2 separate regions of the Sus scrofa genome follow, and region 1 is linked to region 2. Evidence: chromatin contacts called from public promoter capture Hi-C data. All regions are on one chromosome and are shown on one strand. The core of a region is the stretch at or near the end of the contact, and the rest is flanking DNA. Distances in the headings are between cores, read along the strand shown. Region 1 holds the start of CYTH4 (cytohesin 4). Region 2 holds the start of ELFN2 (protein phosphatase 1 regulatory subunit 29).

Evidence for each region. Promoter capture Hi-C pulls out the DNA fragments that hold promoters and counts their contacts.
Region 1: a contact with region 2 is called in a promoter capture Hi-C map of fetal liver, with 2.2 times the contacts expected there. The contact joins the promoter of CYTH4 here to the promoter of ELFN2 in region 2. A contact is called at or near these places in 2 of 5 promoter capture datasets (fetal liver and liver) and 14 of 47 Hi-C or Micro-C datasets (alveolar macrophages, blood, embryonic fibroblasts and 8 more).

The regions. Positions count from the first base shown.
Region 1 is chr5:10,520,164-10,523,119 of Sscrofa11.1, forward strand. CYTH4 (cytohesin 4) reads right to left here and starts at 1,420. Exons shown (of 13, transcript NM_001144121.1): 1 at 1,402-1,420. The coding sequence starts at 1,420.
Region 2 is chr5:10,364,038-10,367,169 of Sscrofa11.1, forward strand. It overlaps ELFN2 (protein phosphatase 1 regulatory subunit 29), which reads left to right and starts at 1,730. Exons shown (of 4, transcript XM_021091522.1): 1 at 1,730-2,048.

The DNA of each region.
Region 1 (2,956 bases), core at 170-2,669, 160 kb after region 2:
GGTCTCCTCTTGTCCCCCAGTTGCCACCTGCGGTGTGTTCACCAAGCCCCTACAGTCTGTGAGCCACCTGCCTCCCAAAGCCCGCAGGGGAAGCTCAGGGTTTGGGGAGAAAGGGTGGGGAGGGGAGCCAGGAGGTGGGGAGGGGTCCTGCCCCAGCAGGACGGTGTCCCTCTCTTGGCCTCCTTTGTTCCATCTGTAAATGGGGGTTGTTGAAACTAATGCCTGCTTCTCTAGCTGTGTTCCCCTGAAACCCTGGGGTGAGGGGAGGCCCAGTGGGCGGGGTCGGACTGCCTTGTATGAGGGTTCTTTTGTTCCCAGACTAGGAGTCGAACCGGAGCTGCAGATGCCAGTCTACACGACAGCCACAGTAACACCAGATCTAAGCCACGCCTGCAACCTGCACCTCAGCTCACGACAACGCCAGATCCTTAACCCCCTGAGTGAGGCCAGGGGTCGAACCCACATCCTCACGGATACTAGTCAGGTTTGTTGCTGCTGAGCCACAACGGGAACTCCTGTGTGAGGTTTTGTTTGAAGGTAGGGTTCTGCTGCACATTATCTGGACCTGGGGAACCGAACTGCTCCAGGCAGCCCTTGTCCTCAGGAATTCCAGGCCATGCTGGAATATTCTGAGAAGGACTTGGGCCCTCTTCTCTCCTCCTCACGGAAACACAACGGAGTCCCGTCCGCCCCTGTACCCACTCTGCAGCCTCCTTTCCTTCCCCTCCAGACACATGGTCCTGCTGACCGGGCAGGGGCCCGGCCACGGTCCCCGGCTGCTCATTCCTGGGCCCCTCCACTGGCAATCAGTGGTGTCCTCAGCCGCCCCAGAGGCCACCGTCCCCCACCAGAGGCCAAACTGGGGCTGCAGGGTGCTTTTGCCACCCGGACACTTATCATCCTCACGGATGTCACCGTCTTTGACACAAGCTATCTTTCGCGTCCCACCTCCGGACCTTTGCACTGGCTATTCCTTCGTCTGGAATATTCTTTCCCCAGAAACCCACACGGATCCTTTCCTCCCTCCTTCAAGCCTCGGCTCAAACAGTGTCTCCTCTTGAGGTCTTCTCGGCCACCTGTCCCATCTTCCTCATCTCACCGTGCCGCTCATCCGGCTTGTCACCTCCCGACCAAGCACACGCACACTCGCACTGTCTGTCTTCCCCCTAGAACATAATAAGCTCCTGAGGGTGAGGGGAGCCCCCGCTTCGTTCGCTGGACTCCCGGCCCCTGGAACACAGCTTGGCACCAAGCCCGAGCGCCTAGACCTCTGTTTTCTGCTCCTGCCTGTCCCATCTGGCTTATATCTATGTACACACTGATTGCTGTGAGGCCAGCACCGTTATCCCCATTCTACAGAACAGGAAACTGAGGCCCAGACAGGTCGGCCCAGACGCTTACCTGGGTGGCACAAGTCCATTCTGAAGCCCCCCCGGGGAAGGGCGGCCCGGGCTCCAGGGGCCTGCTGACCCAGCTGCAGCTCGGCTGCTCAGGCAGAGATGTGTCACCTCAGCTAGAGCAGGCCCCTTCCCGTCCGCCCGCCCCGCCCAGCCCCTGTGTGGGGAGGAAGTCCTGTCCTGCCTGGGTTCTGGGGCTCTGGGGCTCTGGTACGTAGGCTCTTGACGTAACAGCACTTCCTAAAACCAGTTCTGCGTACTGGGGACTCTTTGCATGTTGGGGGTGGACGAGGGAGGGATAGAAGGACACGGGGGGCGGGGGATAAAAAGAGAAAGATGGTGCGACAGAGAGAAACATGCAGACACACCCCCCCGAGGAAGATGCTTATTAGAGCACAGATCCTTCTCCAGCGGGACCATGGGCACTTACTCAGCAACCTCCCTGCCCTTCAGCTGAAGGGTCACTCCACTTGAACAGTCCAAGCGGAGCCCCCTAGGTCCCACCCCACAAGCTCTCTTTCATCAACCCTCCCTTGATCAAGGAAAAATTAATCCAGTGCTAGCAAAGGCTCTGCCTCCCCTCAATGAAATGCTTGGCTTTTGCCTGTCTAGTGATTGGTCAGGCCAGATGTTCAGTTTCCCTTTTCCCCCAGGTTGCTGGGAAGCTCAGTCAAATCCAAAGTGCCTTGACGACTGTTCTGTTGTAACAGACAGACGTTGAGGCCAGACAGCAGGGTGATTCAGCTCTGCCACTCAGGGCCTGGGTGAACTTGGGTGAGTCACTTATTGGCAATGAGCCTCAGTTTGCTTACCTGTAAAAGCTGAATACTAATTCTCACCTCGGGGTTATGAAAAACATGGGGGACATAATGCATGTAAGATGCATGAATAGTCAATAAACACTATCTTCTTTCTCTTTTAGGTTTCAATTTTCTTTGGGGGTTAAAATTTACAATTCGACTGCTTGTGTCTTTTTTTAATTTTTTTTGGCAAGCTGATTCAAATCCTTGGTGGAAAAAAGTACAGTGTGAAGAAATATTTATAGGGGTTCCCTTGTGGCCTAAGGATTCGATGTTTTCACTGCTGTGCCTCAGGTTCTATCCTTGGCCTGGGAATTTCTGCATGCCGTGGGCATAGCCAAAAATGAATAAATACTTCAAAAGAAGAAATATCTAGGAGGTCCTATTGTGGCTTAATGGTAAAGAACCCGAACAGTGTGCATGAGGATTTGGGTTCAATCCCTGGCCTCGCTCAGTGGGTTAAGGATCTGGCCTTGCCAGGAGCTGTGGTGTAGGTCACAGAAACGGCTTGGATCCCAGGTTTTTGTGGCTCTGGCTCAGATCTTGCGTGGCTGTGGCTCTGGCGTAGGCCGGAGGCTACAGCTCCGATTTGACCCCTAGCCTGGGAACTTCCATGTGCTGCAGGTGCGGCCCTAAAAAGACGAAAAAAAGAAAAAAGAAAAAGAAACATCTATAAATTCACTGCTCCTTCCTTGTCACTTTGTGGCACATATTGTGTATTCATCTGTTTTCCCACCAGTCTCAAAGCCCAGGAGGACA
Region 2 (3,132 bases), core at 480-2,979:
GGCCTGGTTCACCTTCCTCCCACCACGGACTCTGGCACGAGTGGCTCAGCCCCTCCAAGCCTCAGTTTCCCGATTTGTTAAGTGGGCGTAGACCTTATATTCACCAAGGGATCCACATCACCAGTCACGTGGCCCCTGACCTGCAGCTATGACGGGGACACCACGGCGCCTCTGTGCCCTGCTCCCCCGCCCATGACCCAGACCCATCATGAGAAAACTTCAGACACACCCGAAATGGGGCACCTGCTACAAAATACCTGATCGGTACCCTCTGACCCTGTCAAGGTCAAGAAGAACAAGGAAAGAATGAGGGACCGTCACAGAGCAGAGGAGGCTAAGGAGCACCATGACGAAGCGCAGTGTGGGATCCTGGAACAGAAAAAAAGCGCTAGTGGAAAATGGGGAAGAGCGAATGACATGGAGAGATTCGTCCATTGTGCTAGACCTGTGCTCATGCCTTAATTTGGACGAATGGATTGTGGCTGTGCGAGATGCGAACATCAAGGTGAGCTGGGCGAAGGGTGTCCGGCAACTCCCTGTGCTCTGTTTGCACGTGTTTCTAGAAATCTAAAATGATTCCACAATCATAATCTAAAATTATTTCCAAAACAAAATGAAAAAACAGTCCACAAACCAGCACGGCTGCTATTGCTGTGCCCCTGGACCACTCTCCTGCCGACAGGCCCTCCTCTGGCTACAGGGTGGGGGTCCCTGCCCCAGCCTGGGCCGTTAATCTGCCCTTGTCCCCCGGGCCACAGCGATTGGTTCAAGGCTGAAGCATGTGACCCACCCTGGGCCAATGAGAGTCCTTCCCTAGAATTATTCAGATTGGGATTGGATGACAATCTCTTCCCAGGCTCCCCATGAATCCCTGCGTAGGGCTGTAAGCCTGGGGGATCCTGGTTGCACTGAGGGGGGACAGTCGCCCTAAAGAACTAAGCCGCTGAGAGAGAGAGAGAGAGGGAGAGAGAGAGAGAATGAGAATGCTGATGGCGTTCAATATGGCTTCCTTCTTCTCAGTCTTCCTCGGGCTGACCCTTCCTGCCCTGCCTGGTATGAAAGCTAAAATATCCTCTTTTGAGTTTTAAGCCAGTTCAAGCCAGTTTCTGGAGTTCCCGCTGTGCCTCCGTGGGTTAAGAACCCGACATTATCTCTGTGAGGACTTGGGTTCAATCCCTGGTCTCACTCAGTGGCTTAAGGATCTGGCATGGGTTGCAGATGCAGCACAAATCTGGTGTGGCTGTGGCTGTGGCATAGGCCTCAGCTACAGCTCCGGTTCAACGCCTGGCCCAGGAGCTTCTATATGCTGCGGATGTGACTGGAAAAAAGAAATGGATTTCTGTCACTTGCAACCAACAAGTCCTAACATAATGTCCTCTCCAGTCGTTGTGATAATTTGATGGCATTTACATAACCTGGCACATGGCAGTCACCCTGTAAATAGGGAGGGCTGTTGTGTTCTTCTTCCGGGGGTCTGGGGCCTGCTGTGAACTCCAGCCTGCTGGGCCGTGGTCCTGATGCCTGCTCTGCTCCCCTCCTGGATTTCATGTACGCTGTTGGCTGTCCTCCTTCAGACTCACCTGGTTTCACACGCCCTCCCCGCTCCGGGCTCTGCTCCCCGGCCTCCTCCTCTGGGTGCTGGGAACTCAGTTTGCAGCCGCGATTGGGCCCTGCTCTGGGAAAGGCAGGAGGGAGGAGGAACCGGAACTCAGCCTCTGGCAGAAAATTTCCTTCTCAGAAGTGAGGGGGTGGAATATTCCAACACGGGCCCAGCCAGACCCAGGGAAATCAAGGGGTAGTTGAGTGTTTGAATGCCAGGGTTAGTCTAGTGCTTGTTCTGAGCATGAAATGGAGGAACTGCGGAGACTGGAGTTCCTCGGGCCCCAAGTGTGAGGCGGGCGGGGAGCAGGAGTTGTGAGTGGAGGTTTCAGAGAAACCGCAGGCAGAGCAATCAGAAGGCTGTGAGTGAGAAAGGGCAGAAGGCGCTCTTTTATCTCAGGTCTGGGCTGTGGGCCAGGAAGGCAGAGACACCACCAGGGAAATCCAGGGTGAGTACCGAGGGCAGGCGGCCACCTTGCCCTGGAGCTGGGCTGGGAAGGACCTTGCTCGGCCCGAGGAGGGATGAGGCAGGTTGCCTTCCTGAGCCTTGTTGCCCTGTGCCATGCTGGCCATTTCATGCCTCTATGCCTTGTGCCTTCCAGGTGCCCTGCCTACGTGCCCCTCTGCACCTGTCGACCTGACAGGTAGCTGGAGCATCCCTCTCTCTTTATTTCTTGCAGTAATTTCATTTTTAAAATTTCAATACAATTTTAAAGATTGCTTTCCATTTACAGTTATTACCAAACATTGGCTGCCTTCCCCGCGTTGTAAATACATCCTTGAGCCTGTCTCAGACCCAAAGGTTTGTACCCCCCTCCCCCACCTCTGCATAGCCCCTCCCCCCTCCCCACTGGTAACCACTAGTTTATTCTCTATGCCTGTGGGCGTGCTGCTTTTTTTGTTATATTCACTCGTTTGTTGTATTTTAAAATTTATTTTATTTTTATTCATTCTTTTTTGGCTGCCCCTCAGCCTATGGAGTTCCTGGGCCAGGGATCAGATCCGAGCCGCAGTTGTGATCTATGCTGCAGCTGTGGCAATGCCGGATCCGTAACCCACTATCCCGGGCCGGGGATTGAACCTGTGTCCTGGAGCTGCAGACATGCCGCTGATCCCATTGCTACAGCGAAAACTCCTGTTATATCTTTTTAGATTGGAGCATCTCTTCATGTGTAAAGTTTCCCCTTCTGCCCAGTGCCAACGCCCCCTGCCTCTGCCGCCGCCGCTGCCCCCTCTCCAGGGCAGAACTGAATTCACTTGCCTTTCTGCCCCCATACATTTTCTTTTCTCATTTGCCTCCTCTTCCTTCATTCTTGGGCATGACCTTGATCATTTTCTTCAACAAATATTTTTGGAGTGCCTGCTTCGTGCCAGATCCTGAGCACACCGAGGTGAATGGTGAATGGAATGGACCCCGCCCTTGCCTTGTGCTGGTGAAGGGGTGAGAAGGGACTGGGTTTAGGGCACCTTTTGGAGGCAGAGCTGATAGGAGTGGTTGCTGGGTCAGCTCTGCGGGGAGCCCAGGAGGCATCA